2 separate regions of the Sus scrofa genome follow, and region 2 is linked to region 1. The links are chromatin contacts, called in public HiChIP or PLAC-seq maps. All regions are on one chromosome and are shown on one strand. Each heading gives the region's core, a stretch centred on a gene start, on an enhancer-like site or on the middle of the called end of the contact. The rest is flanking DNA. Distances are from core to core; before and after follow the strand shown. Region 1 holds the start of STK38L (serine/threonine-protein kinase 38-like). Region 2 holds the start of FGFR1OP2 (FGFR1 oncogene partner 2).

Evidence for each region. HiChIP or PLAC-seq counts read pairs in DNA pulled down with a chosen protein or histone mark.
Region 2: an H3K27ac HiChIP or PLAC-seq map of alveolar macrophages shows a contact between it and region 1. The contact joins the promoter of FGFR1OP2 here to the promoter of STK38L in region 1. A contact is called at or near these places in 4 of 47 Hi-C or Micro-C datasets (heart right ventricle, liver and skeletal muscle) and 2 of 2 datasets of contacts at active chromatin or transcription factors (alveolar macrophages and skeletal muscle).

Annotation. Positions count from the first base shown.
Region 1 is chr5:46,571,669-46,577,163 of Sscrofa11.1, forward strand. STK38L (serine/threonine-protein kinase 38-like) reads right to left here and starts at 3,048. Exons shown (of 15, transcript XM_021092164.1): 1 at 2,940-3,048.
Region 2 is chr5:46,820,535-46,826,498 of Sscrofa11.1, forward strand. It overlaps FGFR1OP2 (FGFR1 oncogene partner 2), which reads right to left and starts at 3,528. Exons shown (of 6, transcript XM_005664032.3): 1 at 3,212-3,528. It overlaps INTS13 (integrator complex subunit 13), which reads left to right and starts at 3,976. Exons shown (of 17, transcript NM_001243595.1): 1 at 3,976-4,165; 2 at 5,102-5,337. The coding sequence starts at 5,113.

The sequences.
Region 1 (5,495 bases), core at 1,798-4,297:
GTCTAGTAGAAAGTAACCCATCACTCCTCGGCTCCTGCACAAAATGCACTGTGATTATAGTTAATTGGGTGTATTTCCTTCCCATTAGGTTATACTTCCTTGAAGATAAGAGAGCACAGCTAATCTGAGTATACAGGGCAGTAAATCCCATTCACTGCTACCCTTCAGTTCCCTCTCTCTAAAAGTTCTGAACCATAACACCATGTGAATTAGCAAACCTTTACCTGGAGACAGAATTTTTTTTTTTTTTTTTTTTTTTTTTTGCCTTTTGGAGCCACACTCACAGCATATGGAGGTTCTCAGGAAATGAGTCTAATCAGAGCTACAGTAATGCAGTACCTGAGCCTTGTCTGTGACCTACACCATAGCTCACAGCACCACCAAATCCTTAACCCACTGAGCAAAGGCAGGGATCAAACCCACAACCTCATGGTTACTAGTCAGATTCATTTCCGCTGTGCCACAACAGGAACTCCCTGGAGACAGAAATTTTATATAATCAGCACACTTAAGTACAGGGCATACATTGCTAAATAGTCTCAAGACTTAAACAAAAATTGGGGGGTGGGGAGGGAGGAAAAAGGATTCACTTAATATCTTTTAACTATTGACCAAGGTTATCTTACATTAATTTTTAAATTTTTCTTATGCTTTAAAGCATATGCTTTTATAAGCTGACTCATTATTTCATTCAAAAAGTCTATGGTGCTTTTAATATAAAAATACAGCAGCATAATCTCTGCATATGTCAAGTTTACCTAATCATAACTTGCCCATCTGCTGATTTTAATGTAATCTTGGGGGTGCTGGAGGACAATATGCTAGATTGATTCACTCTCCACTGTTTATGTAAAATAAAATGATTTTAACATTACATTGAGATGCAGATCTCTCTGGCTTTGATTTGCGCCCTCTTTTCTCTCTCAAAAGAGTGCCACACACATGCAAAAAAGCTTCCGACTTTTACAAGATCACTGGAAAACACCTTCCAAAGAGTTATCCAATTTCGCTAACATAATGATCTTGCCCTTACTTTGAGGGGACGGAACTTTTCTGAAAACAAATGGCTGAGTTGAGTCCATGGCTTTGTCACCATTTTCTACAAAGCACAATTCTTCCTTTGTTTTTATAGTGTCCTACCTTTTGAAATTAATTTTTTCGGCATAAAAATGGCTGAGGACTCCTTTTTATTTGCTCATTGGTCTCTATCCTTTGATTTACTCTGAAACAAACTCAAAATCAAAAGACTAAAAGAAGAACGGCACTCATTTAATGTGGTTTTTCTAAGTCTAATTTTTTTTCATTCCCCATGGCAGGGCGTTTTAAAGGATTACAAAAACTACACCCAATTTACTTCTCATTCTAAATATATCCCAACCAAATGGGAAATATTATCAGCCATCTTAACGAGGAGAACACCACAAAGCTAAGCCAGATCAAATTAAAAAAAAAAAAATTATGCATTGTACTTCCTTTGAGATCAGGATATTTTTACACAAAATTACTTTAATGAACCTTTGCAATGAGCAAATATCATCATACTTTAACGTTCTATTTTGGACTAACTTCTCTTCCATCAAATAGTCACAAGAGTGGCTAATTCACATACAATACCTCCCAGCTACTGGGTAGAGACTATAATAAACTTAATTGTTTTATATATCCTGAGGCAATACAAAGAAAGGCCAAACACAAAGAGGTTGCCAGTATCTATATGCATTTACGATTGAGACAAAGAACTTTGAAAAACCTTCCCTCCGTAAGGAAACTGAGCTTAAACAACAATAGACCCTGCCTCAAAGTAGGGAGACCTAACAAGCTTAAGCCCCCACCCCACTCACAGCCCCCAAAAGACAAGGTCTCTCTCCCATCTTACAGCTAGGAGACATAAAGTAAAACGCTTAAAAGTTGTTTCCTCAGATTTTAGTAGTTAGTAATAAAGCTATTACTCCGGCCACCTTTCCCGAGCAACTGGCTTCTATCAAAACTTATCACAAGTTTCATGAAATAGACAAGAGCTTTGGTTCTGCATTTTATCAAGTGAGGAACGGCAGCATCACCCTTTGGACATCCACTACTTCTAGCACCACCAGCTCTCCCGCCCCCCTCCTATTTCTTTTTATACTTTTCTTCCAAACTAAGGACCAGAAAAGCGGCCCCACAAAAGTAGCAACAGTAAACGGGAGGCCACCGCTTTTGAAAATAAACTTTTGTTCTTTTGCTATCAACCTGGCAACTTTTTAAAGGTGAAATGTCTCCTACTCAATCGGGTAGAGTCTTTCCTCTTCTCATACCAAACAAGCACTCGTTTGTCCCCGATAGCAAAGGTGAAAAAAAGGGTTGGGAGAAAACGATATTGAAAAGAAGGGTCTAGGGTTCCAGTGGCAGATTCCGAGACCGGTTTTGAACACTGTGGCTTCTGGGAGCTGGGCGGCTTTACAGTGTCTGAGAAATGTTTAGCAATCTGACGCATCAGTTTTTAGGAATGGTACACAAACAGCCCCCACAATCTAAGAGCTATGCCCAGAATCCTTCCCCTCAGTGGCACCAGCTGGAAGGCACGGGACGGGAAAGCTGGGGATACAGGAGAGGATCCGCGACATTTGTTATTGTTTACGAAGCCCAGGCAGGGACGGGGAGCAGGGTGCTCGGGGGCAGAGGCGTGGAAGGGGAAAGGAGCAGGGAAGGACAAAGATTCCTCCCTGGGATCAAGGCCACCTCTCCGGACACCTGGGGCCAGTAGCACTCCAGGGAACAAGAGGGCCAAGGCCGTCGCTGGAGCTTCACCGGAGGCATTTCCAGCCGCGAAATGAGCCCGTCTTTCCCTGGACACCCAAAGACACATAAAATCTCCTGCTCCGCTCACAGAGTTGGGGCTGGCACAGCGAGACGAGCCCCCCAGCGCCTGCCGCCTCAAAGCGCCGCATCCCCACACTCACCTGCCTCCGGTCGCGCCCGCGGCCGGCTCAGCCTCCGCACGGACCGCAACCGGCCCGGCGCCGTCCGCTCCCTGCTGCCCGCTCCGCCCTCGCCCCGCCCCCAGGAGGTGGGACCCGCCGCCGCTGCCGCGCCGGAATCTCGGGGTGGCCTCCTTGAACTCTCGCGAGCCCTCCCTGCTCGGCTTCTTGGTGGCTGGGCCGGTCCGAATCGGTCCTGACGTCATACGCACCACAGCCGGAAGTAGTCTTCTGTCGTCAACACCGCCCCCCGCCCCACCCCATCCACCTGCGCCTGGCGGTGGAGTTGTTTGAATGGTCACCGATTCCTCTCATCAGCCTCATCTCACTTCCCTCTACTCTGCCCAGAGCTAGTTCAGGCCACTCTTGGGAGTGGCCCTGTGTGTTGCTACATTAGTCACGTATTCTAAATGTCAACAGTTTTTCTTGATGCTTCACTATGCAATGCGAATGATAGAGATGGAAAGTGGCTTAGAGATAATTTTAGTGATTTGGGGGAACATTTTGCAGAGTAGGACAATGTGGTCAACAAAACTGGACTGACTGATCAAGCTGCCTAGTTAGTAGCTGTGAGATCTAGAAGCCACTCAGGTTTCTTGACCCTTTTCCATTTCACCATGACTCTAACAACTTGAGAGAGATTCGCATTTGGAAAAGCTGCCAAAAAACTCTGTGACATACATGAAAAACTTGCTCGAGTTATCTTGCTTGGGGAAAATCTTAAAATAACTGACAATACTGGGTTGCTTATTTAGGATAAGAAAACTATGAGAAAAATCACCATCCTGTAGTGTGCCTCAGAAAAGATGTTTGGGAGGATGATGCATTTGAGCTTAGGGAGAAAACTTACTGGACAAGCCAATGAAGAGACTCATTCCTAATTATCATTGAAAAATTTATCTTCTATCTGAATATTAGAGATTTTATAAAATACCATTAACTTTTAGACTGTTAAGACAATATGCAAAGCTGGCATTGTGCTTGCAGAAAATATAATTCAGAGATGCCAACCATTATCTTTAGTTTTGATGAGGGTAGGCAACGCACGTGAAAGACTTAGAGAAGAATCATAATATCATTTCTTTTTTTTACACTCTGCTTTCTCATATATACCTTGATAGTGGAAAAAGCACTATGTTGTCTGGTAATTAGTGTGTTCTTGAAGAAATCAGTTCTTCCTACATCATATGGTCATTTTAAGACACAAATGACAGTTGACATACGTGAAAATAAGAGGTTTAATTATAATCAAACATGCTTGACAGATGCCTGCACCCCATTCTCCCTCTAGTGCATACATACTAATTCAAGTGTGGTAGGATTGGAAACAGTTTATGGAGTATCCTATAGCAAGTTTATATTTTCAAATATGCCATAATATTTTCATAGCACTAGAGGAATGTGTAGGGTATTAGACTAGGGTAATGTGGGGCAGGGTACATCTTCAACTTCCAATTTCTAAATTGAGGCCATTCCAAACAAATTCCCCCAGGTTGTTGAAGGTGCCTGACCTGAATCAAATTAGAGCCAAGTGCCCTTTTGGAAGTTTGGTGAAATCTATAGGCCCTTTTGCAGAATAGTGTTTTTAAATGCATAAAAGAAACTACCTAGGGCTATAAAGGAAATTGCTTATATTAATATACAATTATTAAAATACCAAAAAATGAGTTTTTGTTATAGCTCTGTTGTAGGCAGCTCTTAAGATGACTCCCAGTAATCCTTACCTTCCAATATTTCCATCTTGCACAAACCGCTCCTGAGTGTGGGGTAAACCTAGTGATTTGGTTTTGAAAAAGAGAATACAGCAAAAATGAAGGGATGTCACTTCCATGTTAGGTTACAAAAGACTCTTGCTTCCATCTTGTTCATCCTCTCTTGCTCTATTTCTTACATACTCTGATGGAAACCAGCTGTCATGCTGTCCCCTGTCTCATGGAGAGGTCCATGTGGCAAAGAACAAAGCAAGGTCTTCAAGGAATTGAGGCACTCAGTCCAACAACCCAAGAGAAACTGAATCATACTCACAACCTCATAAGTAAGCCTGGAAGCAGATTCTTTTCCAGTGGAACCGTGAGATGACTGTAGCCCGAGGCGACATCTTGGTTGCAGCCTGGTAAAGAACACTGAGCTAACAGACATGGCTAATCTTACCTGATTGCTTGTCCACAGACACGGTGAAACAATACTTATTCATCTTTTTAGGCCACTAATGTGGTGGGAGGGGATTTATTACACTGCCATAGATAACTAATAGTTATGTATTTGCTCCTTTACTAATGCTTTAAGTAACAAGATCAGTACCTACAGTAATTTTGCAGTAGTGATGCACATAAACAGTATTTTGAGATATCTGCATCAACTTTAATGTGGTAGAAAATATGTGTGACTTCTATTGGGGACAAAGTCACAGTTTGCTAATGTTACTGTGGTTTACTGACTATATTCATGATGGAAGAAATGCTAATTTTCAATTAGGGCTTAGTAAAAAAAAATGTATGCACATGTATTATTATTTATGCAAATGCTTTATAGCTATAT
Region 2 (5,964 bases), core at 2,278-4,777, 250 kb after region 1:
ATGCCCTAAAGGAAAGTAATCTTGTCACAACCAATCTGCTTTTTTCTAGTATAACTTCCTTGTCCCACTCCCTTCTCCTATAAAAAAGTCTTTAATTTTGTTCAGTTCTTTGTAACTCCTTCCTATCTGCTAGATGGGCTGCCTGATTCATGAATCTTTGAATAAAGCCAGTAAGATCTTTAAAGTTTATTCAGTTGAATGTTGTTTTTTAACAGGACCAATTTGGCTTTTAAAAGTTATGATTAACATCTACTTTAAAAAACATTCTTGGGATTGTAGAATGAAATACCACTATTGGAGTTCCCATCATGGCTCAGTGATTAATGAACCTGACTAGCATCCATGAGGACAGAGGTTCGATCCCTGGCTTTGCTCGGTGGGTTGAAGATCCGGTGTTGCTGTGAGTTGTGGTGTAGGTGGTAGACATGGCTTGGATCCTGCGTTGCTGTGGCTGTGGCGTAGGCCGGCAGCTACAGCTCTGATTCAGTCCCTAGCCTGGGAACCTCCAAATGCTGCGGGTGCAGCCGTAAAAAGCAAAATAAATAAATAAATAAATAAACAAAACAAAAAATACTATTATCAAAATGAACTACATTTAAAATTTGTTTGTAACTATAAAAACATTCCTATTCAGAGAAAAGAATTATAAACAGCAGGTAATTCAAAGTATACTTTTATTAGCATTTCAGAAAAACAGTGACACGAAGTTTCTAAGAATCCGCATGTTCATTTCCTGTATGTGAAACCACAGAAAAGTTTAAAATATTTTAGAATATGCATTTACTTTGCCACCTTTTCTTTGAAAACCATTGTGCTTTTCCTCCCTTTTTTGGCTGCTAACTGGAATGGGAAGACTGTTTTCCATATTCTCGAACATGTTTTAAATTTTAAAAAAGACTCTAGTTTTTAAAAAAGATATTCTCAATTTATTTGTCCATTCTTACAGTGAATGTCCTAACTAGTCCCAGTGTACTTGCTTAACAATATCTTCAACAGGCAGGTTCAAATTATAGGTGAAATTTTTTAAACACAGTTCCCTGCTCCCCTGCTCCACATTAGCCACATTCTCGCCCACTTTACCACCCAAAGACATTCATAACCAGACTCCTGGCAGAGGGTTCAGAACATTCTGCTGATGATAAAAGAAAAACTACCACCCACCCAAGATTGCAACTGCCAGCTGTTTAGTTTTGGATTTTGGTTAGGAAAAATTCACTCTTCTTTCTTTTTTATCCACAAATCCATTATAGCTAGAACTACAGAGAAATACTGTGACCACTGACATACCATAAATGTGTCTATGAACACCAACAGTCCAGTTCAGTTACAAAATTTTATCAGATTACTTAGGAAGGTGCCTCTAAAGTTAATTAGTAGGTAATATTAACTGACACATATGGAAATAGAAAAATAAAAAGCCATAGTTAAAGCTTTCTTAGAAGCCCAAGTCTAAAAAGATCAAGAAAGAAAACATGTAAATTATGTATTTTAGAAAAGCATCTCATACAGACATATCATTGTATGAGAAAGTACAAGAAATTTTCACTGTCCTTGAAAATGGTGGAATGAACACATTTGGAGCTTTATGAAGAAAATGAATTTTTAAAGGAAGAACAGAATTTGAAAGTAAGGACACAGAAGAATTTTTTTTTTTAACTACATGCTACTTGGAATTGTAGCTAAATATAAGTTGCACATACATATGTTCAAACAGGAAAGACAATTCAGCAAAGGACTAACCTAATCTTGATTATTTCTAACCTATGGGCAAGGATTCATTGGAAGAGTTACATGGATATACTTACACCAAGCATGGTCTATAGTCTAAATATTTCTCATACATATATATCCCACTATTTTTTTATAGGCAGAGACTGGTAATAATAAAATACAAAATCATTTAAAAGCATAGAAGTTTTTTGCTACTATGCACAACCTCAACAAATAGATATTAAAAGTACAACTCCTTGTGTGTTGGGGTAACAAGGTTCCTCATATTCAAAACAGGTCAGGGTTCTATTACATTATAAATACGCATACACACACATATATATATAAATAATATCTGCTATGTGCCAAGCATTGGACGAACTTCTGTTAGAGAAAGATAAGACATGATTCCAGCTCAAGCGCAAACGGGCACAAGAGACAGATACTTGAACAAATAATGTCTCACACAATCTAAAAAACACTGCAAAAGGACTATTTTAAGTGCTTTGGGAGCACGGTGGTACTATCAGTGTCACCTGGAGGAATCTGAGAAGTCTATGAATTGGATCTTGATAGGTGCTTTTTAAAAAAAGGAAGAGTAAGCATTAAAGGCAGATGATGCAGCATATACAAAGGCTTGTGAAAGCGTTGGAGAAACAGCCAGTAGTCTGGCATGACAGGATACTGAGGTATTTGGAGGCGAGGCAAAAAAAGACGGAAAAGGTAAAGTGGATTAGGACACACAGTAAAAGGTCCTAAGTGATATACTTAACAATTTGGTCAGCAATATCGATACTAAAAAGGTGTAAAGAAAGGGTTGATATAAACAGATTTTGTATTTCAGAATGGCAGGGAAGGATGACGGTAGGGAAATCAGTTGGGGGTGGGCAATGATTCTGGTCAAAGAAGAAATACCATAGTGCAGTGAAAGTGGAAATAAGCCAAGGATGAGCCTTAGGTTCCTAATCTGGACAGCAGGATGGATACAGGTATACCATCATTTGAGATGAGATACAGAAGAAAGGCAGGAAGAAAACCAGGAAAAGATAGGATTCTTTGGAGGGCAGCTTCAAGGCAGTATGATTATCCAGGAAGAGAACTAGGAAAAGAGCAATACTTCTTGGAGGGCGGTTTCAAGAAAGAAGTAATGATTAACCAAGTCATCTTCTGCAAAGGGGTAAACTGAAAACTGAAAAGGACGCCTCTTCCATCCCTGCCGACCACCCCCACCCCGCCTCGCAAATGCTGAGCTCCCAGGTGGGTTAGGCAGGAAGAAAACAGAGACGAAAGGTGTGTCCACAAGATTTGGGCCAAGGGTTTCCATCAAACTTTCCGTACCTCAGCTCCGGAAAGACGGTCTCAGAGCTGAGAACAGAGAGGAACTACCGCGCCCAGGCACGGGCAGCCGGTGGTTCAAGAGGTGGGGCAAAGAGCACCGTCAGGGGAAGGAAGCTTCCGACTCTCTTAAACCCGCTCTGGTCCCTGGACTGATTCCACTTACTCTGATCTCAATCCCTCGCAGCCGTCAGCTGTGGCGACTAGGACTCAAAGCCTCTGCCAACGGGGACCTATGCACCCAAGGGAAGAGACTCCTCTCGCTTGTTCAGCTTCTTCAATAGCAGACGCAGACCCCAGCAGAGGTAGTGTTGGGGCAGATGGGAGGGTCATAGGTGATCAGTCCCATTACTGGTCAGGGTAAAAACCTCCGCTCACCGCCTCCGACCTGCGCTCTCAGAGCGCCTCAACCTCGCGAGACTTCCTCCCTCGCGTTACCGTGGGGGCAGAACCCGGCGATTTACTTGAGGCCTCTAGCTGACATGCGCAAGAGGTAGGGGCGGGGCACTTATACGTCCCTCCCCACTGATCCACATTCTGGCTTTTGCTCGGCCTCTCGCTAAGTCTCGCGAATTTTGCTTGGGGAAATCGGCCTGGGTTGGAGAGACTGAGAAGGGAGACCTGGTGGGAGGGCCTTACGCTTAGGGGACCGTGGCTGCTTTAGCTGGTGCTGTGGTTGGTACTTCGCTGTGGGGAGGTTCTCAGGTCGCCCGGATCAATCTTCCCAATGGGTGACTGGGAAAATTAGCGGATAGAAAATCCTGATGGTTGGAGGCATTCTTTTCCCCTTGGCTCCGCCCTCTTCCTGTTAGAGACCTTAGTGTCTGGCCCACCGAGGGGGAAGGGCAGCTTGGCGGGGCTGTCAAGGGCGCTTTGCGCACGCGCCAGTCCGAGTGTGTGAGTGTTTGTGTTCACGCGCAGGCGCGCGCGCGCTCCTGCATTTAGGAAGCCTGGGAAGGACCGGTGTGCTAGGAGATGAGCGGGGAAAACCTAGTCCCCGGTCTTTGGTACCAGACATTCCTGACTGTGCGCTGACCCTCCCCACCCAGCCAGCAGCCTTTTCCAGAGAGGCTGTGGTTCTTAGCCTCTGTTCGTTTTCACTGCAAGACCAGGCACGAAAGTAAGCGAACCTCGATCCTGAGATCTTCCCTATCCACTCACCTTGTACTTTCCACCCCCCACCCTCTGGCAGAGTGTGTCTAGGTTTCTCAAAGAAGAGTTTTGCATGAAGGGGAAATGCGTTTGAAAGCGGCCGGGCTGTAAAAAATCGGTTCGTTTTGATGAACACTTTTGCTCTGTTTACCATGTGCTTTTCGAATGTGAATTGTCTATTCGGTATAAGATTGTATTAGCGAAGCAAGGGAGTTTTTGTAAGAAAGTTTTAAAAGTTCTTTCTCCCATCAGTGTGATAATAGCACATAAGTTTTTCTGTTCTACATGATAAATTACTGTGGTGTTTCTAAAGCTAATGGGGAGAGTGTGAATTTGAGGTCCTTATCCTAATGCGAAAATCTAATAATGCAGTTATCCTAGGAAATGTTTATGTTTGGGGCTTCCCTTTTGTTGTCACTCCTCTTTCCAGTTTCCAAACCTTTTTTCAGAAGTCTTGAGATTTTTTTTGGAGGGAAGCCCAAAAATGCTGACCTGGGTTGGTTTGCAGGTTTTTATGTGATTGATGTCAACTCACAAGGATCATCAAAAGTGTATTTGAAGAGTATTTGTCGCTATTATGTGTTATGTAAGGGAAACAAGTACGATTATTTGTAGAAATGTTTTCTTCTGACAAATTTAAGTTCATTCCAAAAGCAAAAATATATATATACATGGGTTGTAATCTTGCCTGTGACAGGTTAATATGGTGTAGTTCATCCCTTGAATTGATAGTTACTCTATGGTCATGACCTCATTAAATTTGTCCTTTGTTGGATAAATTCCTTTGAATACTGATTGTTCATGTCCCCTACCAAATCTTCTTGAGGAAAAGACACATTCATTAGAAATAATTTAAGATAGTAAATGTTATGTATGTTTGGCTAATGTATTTTATCCCTTACAGGTTAAAACAAAATGAAGATTTTTTCTGAATCCCATAAAACAGTATTTGTTGTGGATCACTGCCCTTACATGGCAGAATCATGCAGACAGCATGTGGAGTTTGATATGCTGGTGAAGAATAGGACCCAAGGAATCATCCCTTTGGCCCCCATATCTAAATCATTATGGACTTGCTCAGTAGAATCTTCCATGGAATATTGTAGAATAATGTATGATATATTTCCTTTCAAAAAGCTGGTGAGTGTGAATACAAGTAAAATCATGATCTGGGGGATGTACTTAACTGCCTAGTACCTTCTTTGTATATGAGTTTGCTATAGATTTGACTTACAACTGTTTATTTACGACTTTAAAAATGTGGTCTATTTCTCATCAATCCTTTGAGGTAGCTACTATAATTGCTGGGACAGTATTCAAAGTATAAAATAACCAGAATGGAACAAACACTGACCATGGAGAATTGTTGCCAGCCTAAGCAGAAGGGATTTTGGTTGTAAGCACTTTGTCAAATTGTGTTTGTGTGTACCATCTGAATATCAGCTATGATTATTACTGCCATGTTAGAGATGGCAGAACCTGAGATAAAGAGAAGCAGCTAGCCCTGAGTCATATCACTAGTTAGAGGCAGAACCAGAGTTTGAGCCTGGCTACTTAGAGTTTTAATGAAAATGTCCTAAACTGCCACAGGACTTGGCCATATTAGAAAGAAATGCTTTTAAGAATGCCAAGTGGAAATTATTTTTATCACTAAGAAGAGAAGTGGAAGACTGATAGAAATTCCAAATATGAAAATTATCTTCAGGTTTCAGAATCTCAACTGTTTTATTTTGGGAATGTCATTTGGTTAGCCGCAAGTGGATGATT